Linked DNA regions of Mus musculus: all the other regions are linked to region 3. Evidence: chromatin contacts called from public HiChIP or PLAC-seq data. All regions are on one chromosome and are shown on one strand. The core of a region is the stretch at or near the end of the contact, and the rest is flanking DNA. Distances in the headings are between cores, read along the strand shown. Region 1 has its middle 22 kb from the start of Gm34297. Region 2 overlaps Gm34297 (a long non-coding RNA gene). Region 3 holds the start of Poc1b (POC1 centriolar protein B). Region 4 has its middle 49 kb from the start of Gm35437. Region 5 has its middle 43 kb from the start of Gm34297.

The links. HiChIP or PLAC-seq counts read pairs in DNA pulled down with a chosen protein or histone mark.
Region 1: an H3K4me3 HiChIP or PLAC-seq map of bone marrow-derived macrophages shows a contact between it and region 3, with 5 times the contacts expected there. The contact joins the enhancer-like site here to the promoter of Poc1b in region 3. A contact is called at or near these places in 5 of 39 promoter capture datasets (3T3-L1-derived adipocytes, embryonic stem cells, frontonasal cranial neural crest and 2 more), 1 of 484 Hi-C or Micro-C datasets (bone marrow-derived macrophages), 11 of 115 datasets of contacts at active chromatin or transcription factors (the 230-238 cell line, bone marrow-derived macrophages, embryonic limb bud and 7 more) and 1 of 9 other capture datasets (adipose tissue).
Region 2: a contact with region 3 is called in an H3K4me3 HiChIP or PLAC-seq map of bone marrow-derived macrophages, with 4 times the contacts expected there. The contact joins the enhancer-like site here to the promoter of Poc1b in region 3. A contact is called at or near these places in 9 of 39 promoter capture datasets (the 3T3-L1 cell line, 3T3-L1-derived adipocytes, embryonic stem cells and 3 more), 7 of 115 datasets of contacts at active chromatin or transcription factors (bone marrow-derived macrophages, embryonic stem cells and stem cell-derived neural progenitor cells) and 3 of 9 other capture datasets (adipose tissue, embryonic stem cells and liver).
Region 4: a contact with region 3 is called in an H3K4me3 HiChIP or PLAC-seq map of bone marrow-derived macrophages, with 5 times the contacts expected there. The contact joins the enhancer-like site here to the promoter of Poc1b in region 3. A contact is called at or near these places in 3 of 39 promoter capture datasets (the 3T3-L1 cell line and liver) and 3 of 115 datasets of contacts at active chromatin or transcription factors (bone marrow-derived macrophages, pancreatic cancer cells and stem cell-derived neural progenitor cells).
Region 5: an H3K4me3 HiChIP or PLAC-seq map of bone marrow-derived macrophages shows a contact between it and region 3, with 7 times the contacts expected there. The contact joins the enhancer-like site here to the promoter of Poc1b in region 3. A contact is called at or near these places in 10 of 39 promoter capture datasets (3T3-L1-derived adipocytes, cranial neural crest, embryonic stem cells and 6 more), 4 of 484 Hi-C or Micro-C datasets (B cells, bone marrow-derived macrophages, embryonic stem cells and 1 more), 15 of 115 datasets of contacts at active chromatin or transcription factors (the 230-238 cell line, acute myeloid leukemia, bone marrow-derived macrophages and 9 more) and 3 of 9 other capture datasets (adipose tissue, embryonic stem cells and liver).

The regions. Positions count from the first base shown.
Region 1 is chr10:98,513,362-98,517,325 of GRCm38.p6, forward strand. No RefSeq gene overlaps it. Among named protein-coding and RNA genes, the nearest start is that of Gm34297, 22 kb to the right of the region's middle. Within about 2 kb of position 1,665, at least 3 of the 459 cell types and tissues checked have an H3K27ac peak or open chromatin away from gene starts, as enhancers often do. A contact at or near this core is called in bone marrow-derived macrophages, where this site is marked.
Region 2 is chr10:98,552,884-98,556,776 of GRCm38.p6, forward strand. It overlaps Gm34297 (a long non-coding RNA gene), which reads left to right. Exons shown (of 4, transcript XR_871988.2): 2 at 1,180-1,260. Among named protein-coding and RNA genes, the nearest start is that of Gm34297, 17 kb to the left of the region's middle. Within about 2 kb of position 1,943, at least 13 of the 459 cell types and tissues checked have an H3K27ac peak or open chromatin away from gene starts, as enhancers often do. A contact at or near this core is called in bone marrow-derived macrophages, where this site is marked.
Region 3 is chr10:99,104,290-99,108,386 of GRCm38.p6, forward strand. It overlaps Poc1b (POC1 centriolar protein B), which reads left to right and starts at 2,793. Exons shown (of 12, transcript NM_027740.7): 1 at 2,793-2,934; 2 at 3,503-3,587. The coding sequence starts at 2,920. Galnt4 (polypeptide N-acetylgalactosaminyltransferase 4) reads left to right here and starts at 3,846. Exons shown (of 1, transcript NM_015737.4): 1 at 3,846-4,097.
Region 4 is chr10:99,950,155-99,954,006 of GRCm38.p6, forward strand. No RefSeq gene overlaps it. Among named protein-coding and RNA genes, the nearest start is that of Gm35437, 49 kb to the left of the region's middle. Within about 2 kb of position 1,732, at least 40 of the 459 cell types and tissues checked have an H3K27ac peak or open chromatin away from gene starts, as enhancers often do. A contact at or near this core is called in bone marrow-derived macrophages and pancreatic cancer cells, where this site is marked.
Region 5 is chr10:98,492,572-98,496,226 of GRCm38.p6, forward strand. No RefSeq gene overlaps it. Among named protein-coding and RNA genes, the nearest start is that of Gm34297, 43 kb to the right of the region's middle. Within about 2 kb of position 1,995, at least 12 of the 459 cell types and tissues checked have an H3K27ac peak or open chromatin away from gene starts, as enhancers often do. A contact at or near this core is called in bone marrow-derived macrophages, where this site is marked.

The DNA.
Region 1 (3,964 bases), core at 415-2,914, 590 kb before region 3:
GGGGCTATTTACACAGAACAGATAAAACAATAAACCTGATTTTGAAATGTGTTTATGCCTTCCTTATTGGTATTAATGCTAAACCACTAATTAATAACATCTGCTGTGCTCACCATTTCTTGCGAACATTGTCTTCGTCAGGAATTAAATATTGAAAGATAATTAGCCAGGCTGTGGTGCCACATGCCTTTAATTCCAGGACTTGGGAGGCAGAGACAGGCAGATTTCTGAGTTGGAGGCCAGCCTGGTCTACAGAGTGAGTTCCAGGAGAGCCAGGGCTACACAGAGAAACCTTGTCTCTAAAAAGAAAGATATTAAGGTGTTAATATTAAGGTGTTAATGTGCTCTAGGGCTCAGCACAGGGTTTTAGGTCATTACTCATTCTTCAAAACAACACTATACATGCACAAAATGAGTGATATATGATATAACGTTAATCTTACATCCTTTAGTGTCAAATGTACCTATCATGTTGAGATCTATCTATACACAATGCTTTTTAATAAGCAAGCAAAGAGAAGAAGCCCTGCAGAAGAATGACATGGAAATCATTAATATGAAGTATGAAAGATAAGGAAATAGAAAGTAGAGAAGGGAAAAAGGAAGAGAAATAGAAATGACCTAGAAAAAACAGGGAGAATATGACTCCAGGTTGGTGATAACGAACAATATACAAACAGCACTCAAGTGCATTTGAGAAGCCTCTAGTTCTTGTCAGAGTGCTAAGGGACATTACAACTTACAAAAGCCTACCCATCACTTAAGAAGCACACAACCCCTTGCAATAAGTAGAGACACATAATCACATTTAAATATTTGACTAAAAACTATGTGTTTTAAATAAATATTACGTACTGTATCTCATTCTGGAGGCTAAGCACGCAAACAGCAATATAACACAGGTCCTATGCCAGCAAAAGGATTAAAATATGGTGGAAGCCCAGAGAAAAAGATATGATGAGGCTACGGGATGGCTCAGCAAGTGTTGACATCACAGTCCTGGGTGACGGAGCAGCATCTCACGCTTACCAGCTGTGTGACTTGAGCAAGCTTCACCAACATTGTCACTCCCCGCAGTAGCAAGCCGTATCATTGGGAAAGGCTGATTTCTTTGAATCCTCTGATAATTCTAATAGTGCTGCACACCCAAATTCACAGATTAAGACCATTGAATGAGCCCTCCTTCTCACTCCACTACCCACCAGGATGACTCAAGCAGATTTTTCCAAATATAAAAGTCTGCAACCGAGCAACTTGTCTGTGCTGATCGCCTTCTTAGATAAAGAGGATTGAGTACTGGAAAAAAGAAAAAAAAAAAAAGCATGTGGAAAAGAAATCAAAGACCTGATCTCTGTCCATTAAACAGGGTTGGTGAACAAACAAGCGTGAACCTATGTTGGGTGCAGGACTCTATGGGTGCACCATGCTGTTCGTTCCTTACCTGCTTTTGGTACACTGTAGAGAGAGAATTCGGGATTTGTCACTTTATAGGGGCACAGAGTACTGAAGTCACTTTAAACATTGCCTTACTTAATTCCTTCTTTTGATCTTAAGAGGACTGAAATGGAATGGTATTTTGAAGTAATAGAGTTAGTCAATAAAGTATCCAGCTTACACAGTTATATAACTCAGAAAGCGTGTGGTCAGGTTCTGACATGGGGGTGGAAATATAATGTTATAGATCTTCCTCTTTCAGTTCCAGGGAGAAGGCTGTGACAGTGCTGAGCCAAACAAGAAGGAAACAACCACAGAGAAGGAAAGCAGAGGATGACAGAAGAACTAATGAAAAATTAACTTATCTTTCAACATCCACAATCTGTCTGCTCTTTGAATATTTTAAAGGAAATATTGAATAGCAGAGAAATAAATTCCTGGCTTAGGTTTTTTTTTCATCTTGCAGAGAGTGAGAGATTCTGTCATAATGGGAAAGGAAACGAATTTCTTCTCAACATGTTAAATATTACCAGCTCAAAACTAAGTAACCAATAAATTGCTACAGACAAGTAAATCTCAGAGTTCCTCAGGGTATGGCTTGGATGTGCTAAGAAATCTAGTCTCAAGGTGAACTGGCAACTTCAGAGGGAAGTATTCTGAGAAACTGGCATTTTTACCCAATGCACCCGACACCTCTATATAAGAAGTCCCACCAATATTTTTTTTCTATTTAAACCCCGATCATTGTGTTAATTGGATTTCTATTGCTGTAACAAATTCCTGAGATAGTCAACATATAAAAAGGAAACTTTTATTTGGGCTCACATCTTTGCACAATCCAGTCCACGATCAATAGGGCTCATTAATTTTGGGTGGGTAGGAAGTCAGTGCACTGTGGAGGGCATACTGCAGTAGAAAACTTTTTTAACCAGGAAGCAAAACCAAAGAGGAGTTGTTATAGTTTGCACATGCTCAGCCCAGGGAGTGGCACTAATAGAAGATATGGCCCTGTTGGAGTCAGTGTGGCCTTGTTGGAGCAGGTGTGTCAGTGGGTGTGGGCTTTAAGATCCTCATCCTAGCTGCTTGGAAGTCAGTATTCTGCTAGCAGTGTCCGGATGAAGATGTAGAACTCTCAGCTCCTCCTGCACCATGCCTGCCTGGATGTTGCCATACTCTCCCCTCAGTGATAATGGACTGAACCTCTGAACCTGTAAGCCAGCCCCAATTAGATGTTGTCCTTATGAGTTGCCTTGGTCATGCTGTCTGTTCACAGGAGTAAAACCCTAACTAAGACAAGTCTGTGGCTGTATTGTTTTATCTCTTCTTAATAGCACTTCCCTCTGGACTGCCCTCTAATAAGCAGTCTCTGGGAGGACATTTAAGATCAAACTCTAGCAATCTTGAAATATAATATGAATATATCAATATGTATTTGTTAAAGGCTTTTTTTTTCTTCTCTCATATAATACATCCTTACCACAACCTTCCCTTTCTCTTCCAACCCCCCACTACCTTCCCTCCTTTATGTCCCTTCAGAAAAGTGCAGGCCTCCCAGGGATGTCAACCAAACACCTCATAGCAAGAAGCATTGAGACTAGGTACAAACCCTCATATCAAGTCTGGGTGAGGCAACAGAGTAGGAGGAAAAGGGTCCCAAGAGCAGGCAAGAGAGTCAGAGGTATCCCCACTCCCCCATGTTAGTTTTAAATGTTACTTTTTAAAGTGCAATCTATCCAGTGCATCTAACCATACCAACTCTTTAGAAAAACTAACATCAGAAAATTCTTTAACAAGAGCCCTTCCTCCTTTTTTCCTTTGGTCATGTGTTTGGCAACTCCTCTCTAGAAGACCACTGTTACTCTAAAAGCAATGCCAGAAGGAAGGGTCAGGGGTAGCACAGAAACATGGAATAGGACTACTGGGATTCAATGGGTCATTTGTGCAAGAGTTTCCAGAGACTCTTAGTTAAGATAGATGTTCATGGTTCATCACAGCAACCACTGGTATTCAACCATGAAGTATGTACAAGTATGCATGTTTCAGACCATCCTAGTAACAGAGCTGCCCATCTAATCCACAGATTAAAACCACTGAAACAACACCCCTTCTCACTCCTTTGCCCACGAAGATAGCTCAAGCAGAATTTCCAAAAATAAAAGTCTGCAACCAAGCAAGTAGCCTGTGCTGATCACTTTTTGAGATTAAACAGGACTGAGGAGAAAAAGGTTGTGGGAAAGAAACCAAATTCCAGCTCTCTGGCCATTTACTAAGGCTGTGACAAAAAAAACAAGCCACACGAAGTTGTATTGGACATAGGACCTTACCAAGTACACCCATGGCAGTTTACTCCCATTACTGTTTTTTGGCATATTGAAGGGAAAAAAAAATCAATAGATTAGAACTTAAAAGTAGTATCGTAAAAGGTATGCCCCAAAGCATCGACATGATTGGCATATAATGAGAAAACTTGGTCACTTCTTACTCATTTGTAAATTGGTTGCACAGGGTCCAAGAATGTCTGTGACCTGTG
Region 2 (3,893 bases), core at 693-3,192, 550 kb before region 3:
CTCTAATCCAGAAGCAGTCCTGAAGACCCAAGATATATTCCAGCAGCAAGAAGTAGTAGACACTGGTCTCTATCTGGATGTACCTCCAGACTAAGCAGTCTGTCACTGAAACAGTGCCATCTTAGAGAAATAAGGCATGGATCTTAGAAAGTGAGCTAACTACCTTTGCTCTGTGTTATTTGTAATAGGAGTATGGTCCCTTCAAAGATTACTTCTAAATGACTCAACCAATCATAGTTCTAGATTTCCCAGTTTTTACTGGGTCTTATCTCTGTCTTGTACATGAAATTTGTATGAGTGCTTTCAGGTTATAATGTCAAGTTACTGACATTTCCATGTGTGTGTGTGTGTGTGTGTGTGTGTGTGTGTGTGTGTGTGTGTGTGTCCTTTCTCTAAGCAGAGTTGTAAAATAGCTAGAACATTCTCAGTTATTTTGATTTTAGAGAACTGTCTTGCTTTTCATCCTTACCCTCAATCTAGGATCATGGGGAACCTTCTATTTTTATTCTGTGTTGCATAAACTCAAAATGAATGGTCATGATACATTCAAATTGTAATGCTAGTCACTGTCTTCTAAGGGCTTGATCCATCTCAGTTTACCTCAGGTGGACATCAGCTTTGGTGTCCATTCTCCTTGCTCTCTAGTCACATTATAGCACCTTCTTTTCAGCTCTTTAAAAAACTTTTATGAACTCAGCATTTGTTCCTCCATTGTCAGGTTTTTTCTTCCCCCACCGTTTGTGGAAGACTGTCCACTCCTCCTTGTCTTCTTTATAGCAGATTTATATATCACCTAGCTTCTTCATTATGCTTGACTAATTTTTTTGTCAGAAAAAAATATGTGCTTACTGGGGGTGTGGGGTCTGGAGACACATCTCAGCAGTTACAAACATTTGATAATCTACTAAGGGTCCTGAGTTCAGATTCCAGAACCCATAAGGCAGTTCACAGGACCCTCTAACTCCAGGCCTAGGAGGTTCAATGCCCTATTCTGCACCCCATGAACACCCACATGCAAGTGCCATACACTCATACAAACACATAAATGAAAGTAAATCAAGTTTTAAAAAAATCTAACAATTTCCATGATTTCTAAGGTTCTGTAATCATAATTGCACACACTGCATTACAGAAATGTCATTTGAATAAAGTTCACTTATATTTCCTCATATTAACAAGATGTCACCTGCCTTGAAGATTCTCTTCGGCCGGGGCTGGAGGACCTGAGTTTAAGTTCCCTGAATTCAACTGAGAACACGGGTGAGTGTGGTGCTATGCACTTGCAATCTTAACAATAGCAAAATGGGAAGGAGAAACAGGCAGATCCTTGGGCGCTGTGGTCCAGCTATCCTGGCCCATGTTGCAAAGCACCTGGCCAATAAGACAACCATCACTGAAGATTATCCTCTGATGTCCAACATGCTCAAATCCTCAATACTCCAATACTCTCTCACACATGCATGAGTGTGCACATATACACACACACACATACACACACGGGGGGGGGGCAGGGGGCGGGGGTCCTGCATTAAAATATCAGTCATCCATACATATAGAAATAGGCTTTATAATTTTTTGGTCTTCCCTAATACATCCTGTAAATGAAATGTACTCTGTTAGAAATCAGTCACTAAGCATATATAGAAGCAGGGACCACTGCTGGGCAGGAGGTAGAAATGGATCTGGTCAGACCCATTACTGCTCTGGGAAGCACATGCCCTCATGAGGCTGAGTCACGCATTATGACCAGTCTATTTTTACATCTTTACTTTCATGGTCCGGATGAGTCTGGTCTAACTCTATTACAATAATTTGAACACTATTGTTTAAGTCCATTACCATTCACTGTTGTTGAGATAAATGTGCTATGGTCGTATGGAAAATATCTAAAAATACTGTCCTTGAATGATAATCAAAAAATATGAAGTCATTTTCTATTTCTGTAAGACAGACAACTGCTCTCTATCAGGAGAGGCTAGTGAATATCAGTGCTTAAGAAAAACAACACCTAGTACTTTCTTTGATCTATGTTCATCTTATATCTTTTTTCTTTTGCCAGAGCTGGGAAAATTTCTCAGTTGTGTATAGAAAGAAAGACAGGGACAGAGATGTGTCATTGGTGACTATGTGGCATAATCAAAGCTCTGATCCCGTCTTATGTAAATTTTCCACAAAGTTCATGGGCATTTTACCTCTAGTATGATGCCCAGAGCCAAGGTCAGACTCTAGTCCTCATTTGGTAAAAATATTATTTAAAATTCAGTTTAGTTGACAAATACAGAAAAGTCACCTATGACACACTGCTAGAAAATCTGCTAGGAAAGGCAGCAGTGATGAAATGTAGAAAGTCCTTATAAAAAGAAAAATGCATTCTTTTAATATTGCCTTTTAATTTGTCTTATATTCTGGCTGCTGAACCTACCTAGGGACACGCCATGCTGTGGGAGAGCTCTGCTGCTTACGTCATCCCATCTTAAAGCTCTGCTCTTTCAACAGCCACATTGAAGGATTAACTCCTAATGTGTAATGAATTGTCCTCCCTTTAACTTTAAAGAATCACCTTCAGGTTCAAGTTCATTCAAGGCCTACTCCTTAGCATAAATGCACCATCAGTCTTGATGTCCTAGATGGTTCCACTCAAGCTTGAAGACTTCTTAGTCTTATTAGACAACCTTACTTTTGTTTCAAATCATATGTAACCTCATCTATGCAACTGTGTGCAAGTTGCTACGGCATCCTTTCCCTTCTGTGATTTGTGGAGTTTAGGTCTAAGTATATTATTTGGTATTTTATATCATCATCTTTTCCAATCTATTTATAGGAACTTCAACTATAGAGGTTTCTGTTTTTCTAGCAGTGGACAATTGGTTTCTCATAATATCGGTTGATTATTTTTAAAACATAAAATCAGCTCTACATTCACAAACATTGAACCATTGCTTTATAGATTAATTTGCTGGGTAGAACATTTATTTTCAGGGACTGCTGTTTATTGCTGATAAATATAGCTGCTGATTTAAGCTCTTTACCTGGCTCTAACCCTGCTGTGAGATCTTCTAAGGCAAGAAGCTTTGGAGTGACATAGTCAGGTAGCGCACTGAATGCATTTAGCAAGCTCTTACTGCAAGCACCATGATCAGATAATAAAGCAACTGCTGTAACTCAAGGTCAAATGATCCTTAATCTAAAAACAATCTCTAAATGACATAAGAAGGGCTTTAACTTCAGCATCCACTGCATTTGAAGCTGTGTTTCATCTCTCTACAGAATAAAGTCAATAATATGAGAATCATAAACCAAACAGGGCTGCAAATCCTCTTAGACTACCTGCTGGAAAGCAAGTGAGGGGCGGAAGCATTGTTTCCAAATGTCACAAACGCGAAGAACTGAGAAGACGGTTCATAGGTTGATCACTGTATGTGAGCAGTAGCCAATGTTATTTAATGAGGGATATGTTCTCCACTTATTTCCTGAATCTTCAATTGAGTGTTCCAGGAAACCAGCTTAGTAGAAAAGGCCAAAGATATGCAAGGTTAAAATTAGACGTAGCCATCATAATTTAAATCAGATCATTTGAACCTTTGTTTTTTTTTTTTAATATTTTTATTACGTATTTTCCTCAATTACATTTCCAATGCTATCCCAAAAGTCCCCCATACCCTCCCCCCTACTCCCCTACCTACCCATTCCCACTTTTTGGCCCTGGCGTTCCCCTGTACTGGGGAATATAAAGTTTGCCTGTCCAATGGGCCTCTCTTTCCAGTGATGGCCGACTAGGCCATCTTTTGATACATATGCAGCTAGAGTCAAGAGCTCCGGGGTACTGGTTAGTTCATAATGTTGTTGCACCTACAGGGTTGCAGATCTCTTTAGCTCCTTGGATACTTTCTCTA
Region 3 (4,097 bases), core at 1,543-4,042:
ATGTTCCTCAACACTTAGGGAGTGTTGATATGGCATGTGATAAAGGTGTCCTGTGTAGGACAAGCATTCACAGACTCTTAGTCCCAGCACTTTGACCAATTGTGGGTCTCTGCACTGACTGCTGCCGACTGTAAAAGGCTGCTTCTCTGAGCAATGTTGTGAGTAGCCCAGGCCTATGAGTATAGACATAAACGCTTAAAAGGCAACTGGACAATGTGAGCATTTAGTATAGTTACAGTGGCAGGCTACAGTCCAGAGCCCATCTCTTCATCTATTTAATGTAAAGCATGTCTATTCATGAACTAAACCAGCAGTCCAGTTTTGTGTGCCACTGACCCTTAAATAGCTTACACAACATTATCGTGGCAACAGAGGACTGATACAAAAGGAACTCAGTGAGTAGCTGTGGAATACCTACCTACCACAGGTACAGGGATGGTTTACAGTGACAAAGAAGGGTGCTTTTATAACCTGCTTTACCTCCTGGCTTTCCGGCTTGCCTACCTTTAACAACTCGTTTGTGATAACTGAAGATTTCAAAATAGTACTCAATTAGAAAAAAAAAACCCTCCGTTTGTCTTTTCTTTGACTTCATCTCTCCAACCTCCTGTCTTTGAATCTGCTATGCCCAATATTAGATGTAGCTATGAGAGATCCAAAAGCCTTGATTTCTGGTTTTAACATTGGAGTATTTCCCTGTGATCAAATATACAAGAAATAAACATCCACTTATTCTGCTGACCTAATGCAAATCTAATCACACAACTTGGTGTGTGTGTGTGTGTGTGTGTGTGTGTGTGTGTGTGTGGCCTATTTATTTGTTCACAATTATCACATAACTTGCATGTATCAAAATTTCATCTGCTTTTATGGCCAAATGCTATTTCTATTATGTACATTTTATTTACCCACTCATTTGCTGGATATTAGTTGTCTCTCGTTTTTGCCTGCTGCTTCTAAGGCTGCAAACTCTAGTGAATACAGATGTTTGGTCCCTGTCTTGCTGGATCATGAGTAAATTATTTCATTTCTGAGTAAATGCCGTACTGTTTTTTCCCACAATTCCATACCACTTTTATGTTTAATTGGCATCCAAAACTAAACATTTTTTTAAAAGGGAAACATAGAATGGCAAAATCACAGGTTGCTGGTACCGATTCTCATTTCATTCTGTCTCTGCCTCATACACATATGAGAAGTGGAGACTGACTCTGTGTGTTCGAGTGCTGGAGATCAAATCCATGTTTTTCTGTGTTAACCATATTCTCTATCCCCGACCTACACCACTGCCCTCCATCACAGCAAGACCCTTAACACATCCCTTCCTCTATTAGAGCAACATTTTCCACGTACACAGCCAAGACTCCTATAGCAAAACCTAAGCAGTTTGTTATACCTGTAGGGCTCTAGGTTCTGCCCCATATATGCTGAATCAGCATCTTTGGCAACTAGCATCAATTATACTAAAACATGAGACTCCTTAAGGTAGAATACAGCAGGGTTGTCGTCTGTTTTTTATTTGCTTAACAGAGTTCATGTAGCTTAGACTGGCATCAAACTCACAGTATAGCCAAGGACAACCTTATGCCTCTGATCCTCCTGCCTCCACCTCCCCAGGGCTATAGTTACTGATGCCAGGTTGTGTTGATGAGGGCGCTGGGAATACAAGCAAGGGTTTAGTTCATTAGGCACTCTCCAACTGAGCTACATCCCAGTGCCAAGTTCTTGAGGGGAGGGAACTATGTTGGCATTCAGGGGTTTGTTTTGTTTATAACAAAGTTTAGCCCTTGGTGTCAAACATATAACAGATATTTAACATCCACCCATGTGTCAAACTAATACGGTATTGCACTTACATAATTGCTATATAGTGGTTAAGACTAAACGCAAATACAGCGAGGGAACCTGTAATTACTACACTTTTTATTTACACACAACATGTACCTTACCAGTTTATCACGACATTCCACTGCCAAGAAGTTGTGTTCCGTATGTAATTTTCAGCTGAGTCTTTTATGCTCCGGGGCAGGGTTTAATGCTGTTGTTTGTTGTCGAGGGGTATGAAGAAGCATCAAAATGTGGCCTTCCATGTACAAACTGCCACCGACAACATTCTCTAGCTTTGAAACCCTGTTGCTGAAGCACAAATGATAGTATGTGTGGGGAAAAAAAAAAGTCTAAAGTGGGGACCGTTATTGTAACCACGTGGTCTAGAAACTTTAAAGTTTCCAAGTCTTCCGACCACTTCAGGTGTGTGTGTGAGTTTAATAAGGCATATGCAAACAAGCGGTTGAGAACAGAATAAATCAAATAGATAATAGAATACTATTGAATAAAGAAAAACAGGGTGAACATGTGAATAAAATATTACCCATCATGTGCTGCCAGCATTTGTATCTATAGTACGTGCAAAACCAGTAATTGAACACAAGGAACTTAGTCCCGCTCAACGTCCTGTTACTGTCTAGCTTGTGCACCCAAGCTCCCCTCTCCGGAGTAGCCGAGTTGGGCGCCGTTCTCTTTAAGGTGTAATAGAATCCTGATTGCATCGATCACCGACTCTCCTCCGCTTCGCCACCACCGATCACATCTCTCTCTCTCTCCAAGTCCCAACCCGCTTCCCGACAACAACCCGGTAGTCCGCTACCTCCGAAGCTCGCGGGGCTCGCTGTGTGCGCGCGCGGCGGACCCCCCGCGGCGCGCTCCCGCCAGGCTCTCGGCTGTCGGCAGCGCGCGCGCGCGCGGCGTCTCGGGGCTCGTCTGGCCACGCCTGGAGCGCGGGCTTTGATTGGGCCGCCGTTGTTGTAGTGACCGGGAAGCGCCCGCACTCCAGTCTGACGGTTCCGGGCGCCGCACGGTCCCCCCTCGTCCCCACCCCTCCCTGGTCCCCCAAGGCCCCGGGCGCCGTCCGCTCCCCGCATGGCCTCCGGCCTGGTAAGGTCCCCGCCGCTACCGGAGCCGATCATCCTTGGGCGGCGGGACCGGGAGGAGGGGAACCACGCCGAGTCTGGCAGGCCTGGGAGGTAGCCCCGAGACCCGGAGCTCCGCAGCTCGCTCACCTCCCCGGAGCGGGACGCCGTGCCCGGGTTGAGCGGTGAGCGCTGCTCCCGGAGAGATCCCGGCGCTCGGGGCTGAGGCGGAGCTGGCTCCGGGACTCGCCGGCTGGGTTCCCGCGGCGCGCCTGCGTCAGAATCACCAGGGAGGTTTAAAGAGCGCGGGAGGCTTCGGCGAGCATCTGCAGCTCGGTGCGGTGGGCGGGTCCCTCGGCGGCTCGCCCTGGTGCCTGGGCTGGGGGTTCCTCCCGATGGTGGGGACCCCTCCGGATGGAAGCTGGGGCAGTGCCCGAGCCTCTCAGCCGGGTTGTAATGCCCACGCCTCTCTCGCTGCCCGCTGATGCTGCGGGGTCCTCCTCTTCGATCCCGGGGGACAGGCAACGTTGACGTCTGATGTCGAGAGCTGGAATTCTGCACCTGCTTTCAAACCTAACAACTTTCCATCCTAGGAGGATCCGATTCTGGAACGTTCTTTTAAAGGTCACAAAGCTGCCATCACCTCCGCTGACTTCAGCCCCAACTGCAAACAAATTGGTAAGTTGTTTTTGTTTTTGTTTTTCCTTTCTTTCTTCTTTCCTTTTCTGACAGTAACCAAAGCTCACTTGGCAGAAAGCCTTTCTTCCATCCCTGCCTGAGTGAGCCAGGCGCGATGGGATGTACCCGGCCACTCTGGGTCCCTGGGTCTTTGCTGGGTAAGGACTCGACTGGTCCCGGCCTGACAGACAACTTTCGTGAACTAACCACCAGGAGGAGTGAGTGGGAAGGGGAGGGGTTTGTGATCGGCCCGAGGAGGGTGGAGTATTGGCTGGAGAGTTTGTGAAAAGTTCTGAGACGAGCAGGAGGAAGTGGGGACCGACCAGTTGAGCACCACCAGAGGCCGGGGAGCGAGGGGGTCTCAAGTGACCCCTGGGAAACTCCGGTGTCGGAAAGGAGCCGAGCGCCTACATGAAAGGAGGAACCTTCTCGGAAGTTCGCCCCTACCTGAGCCGGGAACTCCAGCTTCAGGATCCGCGGCGCTTTCCCCGCGTGCTGGCTCGGTGGCCG
Region 4 (3,852 bases), core at 482-2,981, 840 kb after region 3:
AATGGAGAATGACTGGGCACTGTTCTGCCAGTCTGTAACCTCCATGGAAGAGCTGGATTCTACAAAACTGAGGACTATCTGTCTTTGGTAAAGAACATGCCCTCTGATGAAATATTTACTCATATTTTAAACACAAAATTTTCTAAAAATTAATCCTCAGGACTTTTGTTTATTTTCTAATCTATCATGTTTTATATCTGGGGACCATTTTATCAATATATAATAAAAAGTAATAGCTAACTTAACGTAAAGGACATATTATATTGTGGATTGTTATAAGTACGTAATGCTTATGAAATTATTTCATCTTTGTGTTGTCATTATGAGGAGGAAATACTAGCATGGCCACTTTGTGAACGTGGAAACTGAGGAATAACAAAGTCAGTCACTAGTATAGGGCCACCTTTAGCTGTGGGATGCATCCCACTCCACTGCTTAACTTCATATCACAACACTGCTGACCATTAAGTGCCTTTACTGTGTTTACTAATGGAGGAACAGATAGATTGACTAAAGAAGTGGGAAGGGCACGCGACTCTGTGGATAAAGTGCTGTGCAAACATGAAGCGCTGAGTTTGAATCCTCAGAACTTAGGTAACTCAGGCAGGAGCTATCCTGAGGTAGCTGGCACTTTTTGATAACCCCAGAGCTCCCAGGGTGGCAAGACAGAAAGAGGAGACAAGAATCCCCAGAAGGTGTGGGCTAGCTTGCCTGGCATATAGAGAGAAAAACAAAGGGAAAGGTTTTGAACAAAGTGAAAAAGAAGGACTGGTGTTTGTGATTGTTTTCAGACCTGTATATGTGCACATGTATGTGCATGGATAAATAACACACACAGAGACAGACAGAGAGACAGACACACAGACACACAGACAGACAGACACACAGATAGACACCAACACACACAGTGAGACAGACAGACACTGACACAGAAAGACAGACAGACACTGACAGACACATACACAGACATACAAACTGACATACACACACAGGCAGATAAACAGGCAGAACTCACACACACACACACACACACACACACACACACTTACACATGAGGAGACAGGCAGACAACAACACACATATGAGAGAGACACACAGAGAGACAGAGAGACAGGAAGACAGGCAGAGAGGCAGAGAGACAGATTGGTTAAAAGAAAATGGAGCAATGCATTTTCATAGTCGTACTAGAAATGATTCATATTTTTCTCGGCATGCGGTGGGTTCCTAAACATCCTCCCATCTAAAGCTACCAGCAGTCCTGCAGAGCAGAAGACAGTGCATGGACTCATTACGCATATGGATCGACTAACCCTCAGAGACGTTATATGACTTTCACCAGTTCTCCCAGTTTTGAATTGGTGACTCAGACATCAGCTTTGCCAAGTCCTCTGCTGTGGATAGCACACAACAACACTTCCTTTATAAGTGATTGTTCTGCATATTTTGAGAAACAACACTAAACCAGAAATATTAGCAGTGAAGTACTTCAGGGGAACATGTTACAAAATCTGTTATCATATCACATACTAGGGATATAACATTTGATATGTGAGCCATTTGATAGTGAGACCGGTTGTGTTGGGCATCTCAGGAATCAATGGATGAGTGTTTTTAGGCGTCTGCTCTTTTCTTTTTAACCACATTGAGATATACTGTCCTACACAGAGCTTGTCAAGGTGTAATGTGTAAAACAGATCATTGTCTGAGCACAATTAAAGCCGAAGTAAACAACATGACTGATTCTGACAACCTAACCACACCCACTGGCAATCTTCCTTAAAACCACAAGAAGACAATGGAGTAGCTTGTGTTGAGAGAAAATTTAAAAATAAACTCTAAGTTCTTGCCAAGACATGATAAAAGACGGAATCTTGACAAATGCTAATGAATAAAAATACCTAGGCTTATGTAAGGTGATGTTCTCCATTCTTGTTTTTTAGAGGGGGTTTTTTGTTTTTGTTTTTGTTTTTGTTTTGTTTTTGTTTTTTGTTGTACCTTTTTTTTTCTCCACGTAGCCAATATTTTTCCTCTTTTCTGATAACTATGTAGAAACTGCTATTTTCAGTAAGAGAATCTTTTAGAGTATAGATCAGGAACCATACATGGATGAATTTGAATTTTGTAACCCATGAGAACAAAAATAAAGGTTTTAATTCTACTTTGGGGATTAAATGAGATGCCATAGTTCTTTACCCAGTCACTCATTCATGTTTTCTTTGTACTGTTCTAAAACACACTGGCAAACAAAATCCTCGCCCATAGATGATCTATTTAAATAAGTACTGGAAATAAGAAACTTTCTATGATAATTCATGATAGTACTGGTTCGGTGTCATATGAGGGATGTGGGGTTATAATCCGTATAAACTGATGCAAGCAATGGTCTTTGATCCTTGGTAAGCATCCTATTGAGAACAAAAGTGGAAGTTAAAATGTGTTTTAAGATGAGTCCCACAGTACCAAGTAACTGCTTATTCATCTATATTTGCAGATGTCTGGGGTGGGCGGAGCAAAACTCATTGACAGCAAACGTACTGCACAATGATGCAATCAATCCTGGCGTCTGATTAGCCCACTCCTCCTCACGAGCTAAAAGTACCCCGCTTGAAGAAAATGATAATCAGTCAATAATTGGTATCAATTAAGTATGCTTACTTCTTTATGTGAATATGAATCACCCTCTTTCTAGGAATCTGTGACGGTGTTGCAAACTCAAAATGTATTCATTTACGCACTGCAGAAGGAAAGAGAATACAAGAGGTGGCGGTCTGTGAATGTCACAAAGAAGGAAGAACCAGAATTCCACAGCTATGTGCAGATATGAAGGAAAGGAAAGTATTTCAAACTTATGGGAATAGCAAGAGTCTTGGGCTTTGTTTTATGGTGGCTTTGTTTTTGTTTCGACAATGAAATAAAAAAGGCAAGCAGAAAATCTGGAATTTTAGTATTGCATGCGTGGTTGAAGCTGTATTACTGAAAACGGATGAGGAAATTTTACAAGCTTAATTGCAATGCAAACATATGAGACAGAGTAGAGGATCTCTGCTGTTCATCTAGAAGCGACATCCAACACATTAGAAACAGCATCTGTGACAATGGCACTCTCATATTAACTGAATTGAAGCACGACAAATATGGGACTCCTAAAACCTGTGTCAATTGTTGCAATTAACTTGACACACATAATTTGGATTATTATTAAACAAAAACACCTCAAGACCTAGGATTAATTTTATGTTGATTGGTTGCTGTCTGCTCTAAGCATGTATAAATCTAGAGGCTGAACCAAGTAAAAGAAAGTTGGGCCAAAGCTATGGATAAAAGAACTATCAGAGGTAACAAAGAAATATCCTGAGATGACAGTTAGGTAGCTGACTTAGTTCTCAGCAGTGGAACAGCATCCCAGGATCAGTGGGTCCAAGAGTAATTCATTAATGAAATACTTTCTGTGTCAATGAATTTGAGATTACTAAACTGATAGTATAAAGCTTAGAATCATTAGCGAGAGATCAAAAGCAGATAAATACTTAAAAACAAAATACAGTACCTAAATCCATGCTAAACAAAAGAATCAAAACAAGGACAGAGGACATGGTTCAGTGGCTAAGAGTATTTGCTTGTTATAAAAGCAAGCAGATTTTAGTTCAAGTCCACAGCACTGATGTAAAAGCAATGGAGTCAGGCAGACACAGTAAGCGAGACCTTCTCAATGGCCACAGTAATCAGACTGGCAGAGGGAGATCTCTGTATAGGCATATCTTTCAACCCATGTACTCATACCCAAAGGAATAAAACAAGAGCAACAAACAAAACAAAAAGCAGCCAGCGTCAGTGGGGCATTCAAAACATTGT
Region 5 (3,655 bases), core at 745-3,244, 610 kb before region 3:
CATGTGACTGACGGTTGCTGCTCTGAGAGACAGAGTCTGGGAAAAGCAAGTTGAACTGACCAAAATTTTTCCTATAAATTTACATGACTGTTTCAATCTATTTTTGGTTAAACCAGTCAACTAGGTCATTTTTTTTCTGGTTCACACTAAAAGCAAGTTGATAGAAGTCAAACAGTACTCCTTTGAAAACCAAAGGTAAGTGTCCTAGTTTTCAATTGTAGAGGTTAGGGAGATGTCCCCTACTGGAGGATCTGCCATAGGGCTACTTTCATCTGAACTAGAACAAAGGTAATTCTGACCTGGAGTCATCCGTGGGTGGTTGTAAGTAGCCTTTGTGGCATAAAAGCTAAGTGGATGGATATTCCTGCATTCACGTCGAAGCTAGACCTTTTATAAGAACAGGGTGGTGTCCAGCTTCTGTCCTCAACACTTAGCATATACGACTTGACACCACGTTGATAACAAATCACGTTTTGATTCAATAGTTGAAAGAATGGACTCTTTTCAATGTGCCATTTCAAAGAACTTATCAATGAAGCTTCTTTCAATATCTGGCCTATCCTCTATCCCTGCCAGGTTTTTATTTTGTCAGACAAGACATTCAAATAGTTATATGACCGATGTACTTTAATTATAAGTACACACAGATATAACACTGGAAAGGGTAATAAACCGAATCTTACCATAGAAGAATGTGTTCCTTCTCAGCTCCTACGGTCCAAAGAGAAAACTTCTAATGCATGAAATAACTTAGAGGGCAGCAAGCAGGCCTCCTCCAGAGACATTCCCAGCCATGTAGGAGGTAACAATGCCTCTTTCCCAGCGTCATGCATGTCATTTTCAAGCATTATTGAATTTTACGGGAAAATAAAACATTATTTCCCAGTTTTGTGATCCTATAAAAAGGCATTTAGTAAGTAAGAACTTTGGAGAGGTCCTCTATACTCGAAGCTCAAATGTCGTGGCTAGAAAAGAGACTGGTTCCCCTAGCCATGACTGAACAATGTGGCTGTTCAGAGAACAGAAGATAATGTGGAGTTACGTGTTTTCTAAAACATGAACAGAGAAATATATTATCACAACCACTATTGCTGTCATTTTTATATATTAGTGACCCTGATTTGAATTACAAAAATAACTAAAAGTTGATAATCTTCCTCAATGTATATTCCCAAAATATGGCTAGCTGCTTAGTAGCATTACAAAGAATGCTAGAAAACCAGAACTCCCTAAATAAATTCTCGGGATGGGCTGCCCTATGCTCCCTGGGTTCTGTGTGTGGATTCTACAGCAACTCAAGAGCACAAAAGGTGTCCAGTATTTTAATGAAGCAAGTGGCAAGATCCAACAAGGCCATTAGCATTACACAGGGGAGACAGCAAGAGAAATGACTTCTTCCTCTAGGATACTGGAAATGTTCAACTATACTTAAGAGAAACCAATGTGACACTTTGCTTTTATTGTTTTTTAAAAAGAGACCTTCAAGTCTTCTCATTAATAGCTAAGTTTATTCGGCTGCTTTCTTCTGTCATTCTTTATACGTACTGGTATTTGTCCCTATGGTTTTTTTGTTTGTTTGTTTGTTTGTTTACTAACTTCATAATTCCACTTTTTAACTTCTATTTCTCATTTTACAACAAGACAACAACAAGAAGAAATCCCTCCTCATCTCGTCTTCTCTTCGAATATTTTTTTATTCACCCTATTTCCGTTATTCTTAATTTCCATGCTTTTCTCCTCTCTTCAATCTACATGACTGTTGGGCGCTTACGAGTTCTTGATAAATCCTCTGCTGTTCATCTCCCTCTCTTTCACAATCCTACCGGTCTGTCCTCCTTTGTAAATTATGTTTATAAAGCATGGGTGGGTGGCCTTAAAACCCTGCAGGAACAATCCGTTACTAGGATATCTGCGAAGGGGGGAAGAAGCCACAGTGAGGAGCATTCTTCCGAAGAGGGGGCAGATGACGGACTAGCATCGCTAGGTGGCAGTATTCCAGACAGGATCCCAACCACAGAGCTGGGTACTGCCTCTCCACCCCAGTTCCTGCCTGTTAATGTCCTATATAGCGATTTTGATTCAGAAATTTACTCGGTTGTCTGCAGCATCTGCATTTGAAATCTAGGGCATGTCACATCATTTCTCAAAAATAACATAACTTAACACTTTTAGGATGTATGGCTGCTGATTTGAGCTCAATTAGAGAGAAAATGGTTTTGTAGATTTGTCTCTTTTTTTTTTCTTTCCATGAAAAGAAACTACAAATTTTAATGGTCTTTATATAGAAATTTTCAGATTAATGAAATTCCAAAGACTAGCACAACATATTGTCTATGGAGTAGACTGTATTAATCAGTGTTTCTTGAAAACATGCCTTTCAAGTCTTGCAAATTTTACAAATATACATATAATATATTATATACATATATATATGGACCTGACCTGGTTTACAATATACTACCTAGGAAACTTTTAACATATTATGAAACCCTGTTCTTCCTTGGTTTCTCCACTTGTAAATGGAGGTATTCGTAACACATTTTTCTGGAAAATATTGTAGTTTAAGTGGGTTAATATGTGTAAAAAATTACAACCATATCTGGCATATGTAGCAACCAGTCTTAGGTTAGCTACTCTGTGTTCAAATGACCTTAAGCTACCTATTTATTCTTAGTATGTGTGTGTGTGTGTGTGTATATAGTGTGTGTGTGTATAGTGTGTGTGTGTGTGTGATTGTGTGTGTGTGTGTACTTGTGTTATGTACATAGGAGCTGTGTACCTTCTTTTACTTGAGTATCATCCACCCAAAGTCAGGCCTCGGGCTTGCACAAAAGACATTTTACAGAATGACCCATATCCTTCAGCCCCAAGATTGCATATTTACCTCTAGATTATGATATAATTACATGATTTCTTCCCTCCTTTTCTTCCTCCAAACCCTCCCACATACTCTCCCTTGCTTTCTTTCAAATTCGTGGTCTCAGTTTTTATTAGTCATTGTTACCGTCGTACTTATATCTATTTTTCAGCACTAGACTGGGTATCTTCAGTGTAAAGGGTTTTTTAAGGATTTAATATTTTTATTTTATGCCCATGCATCAGTGCCTCCATGTGCATATGTGCACCACATGTGTGCTTGGTGCCAGTGAGGCCAGAAAAGGACACCAGATCCCCTAGAGCTGGAGTTACTAGTTGTCGTGAGCTGAGACCCAAACCCAGGCCTTCTGCAAGAGCAATAAGTGTGCTTAACTGCTGAGCTGCCTCTCCAGTCTTCCTATGGTAAATCTTAAAGTAAGGGTCCAGATGAACCACACAGATCCTAGTAAGGGGTGAAAAGGAACACGGACTTCTATGGAATAAAAACAGATCAACTATCACAGTAGTAGTGCCGGTGGGAGAGAAAGAAGGAGACACTTCCGTATAAAGATGCCTCAGTGAAACCAGAGGCTGATCAGGCTTGAGTGTGTGACCTGACAGAAAGAATGTTCAGTAGAGTTTCTTGCAGAGAAATGGCTTCCACTTACCCTGATAAGAATGACTAAGAAGGAAATATTGGCACTATTCAAGAACTGGGTCATTTTTCCTTAATGCTCACAGGTGTCTGTGAACAACTCATTTCAATTCTCCAAGAAGCACAAGGGAAGGAATCATTTCA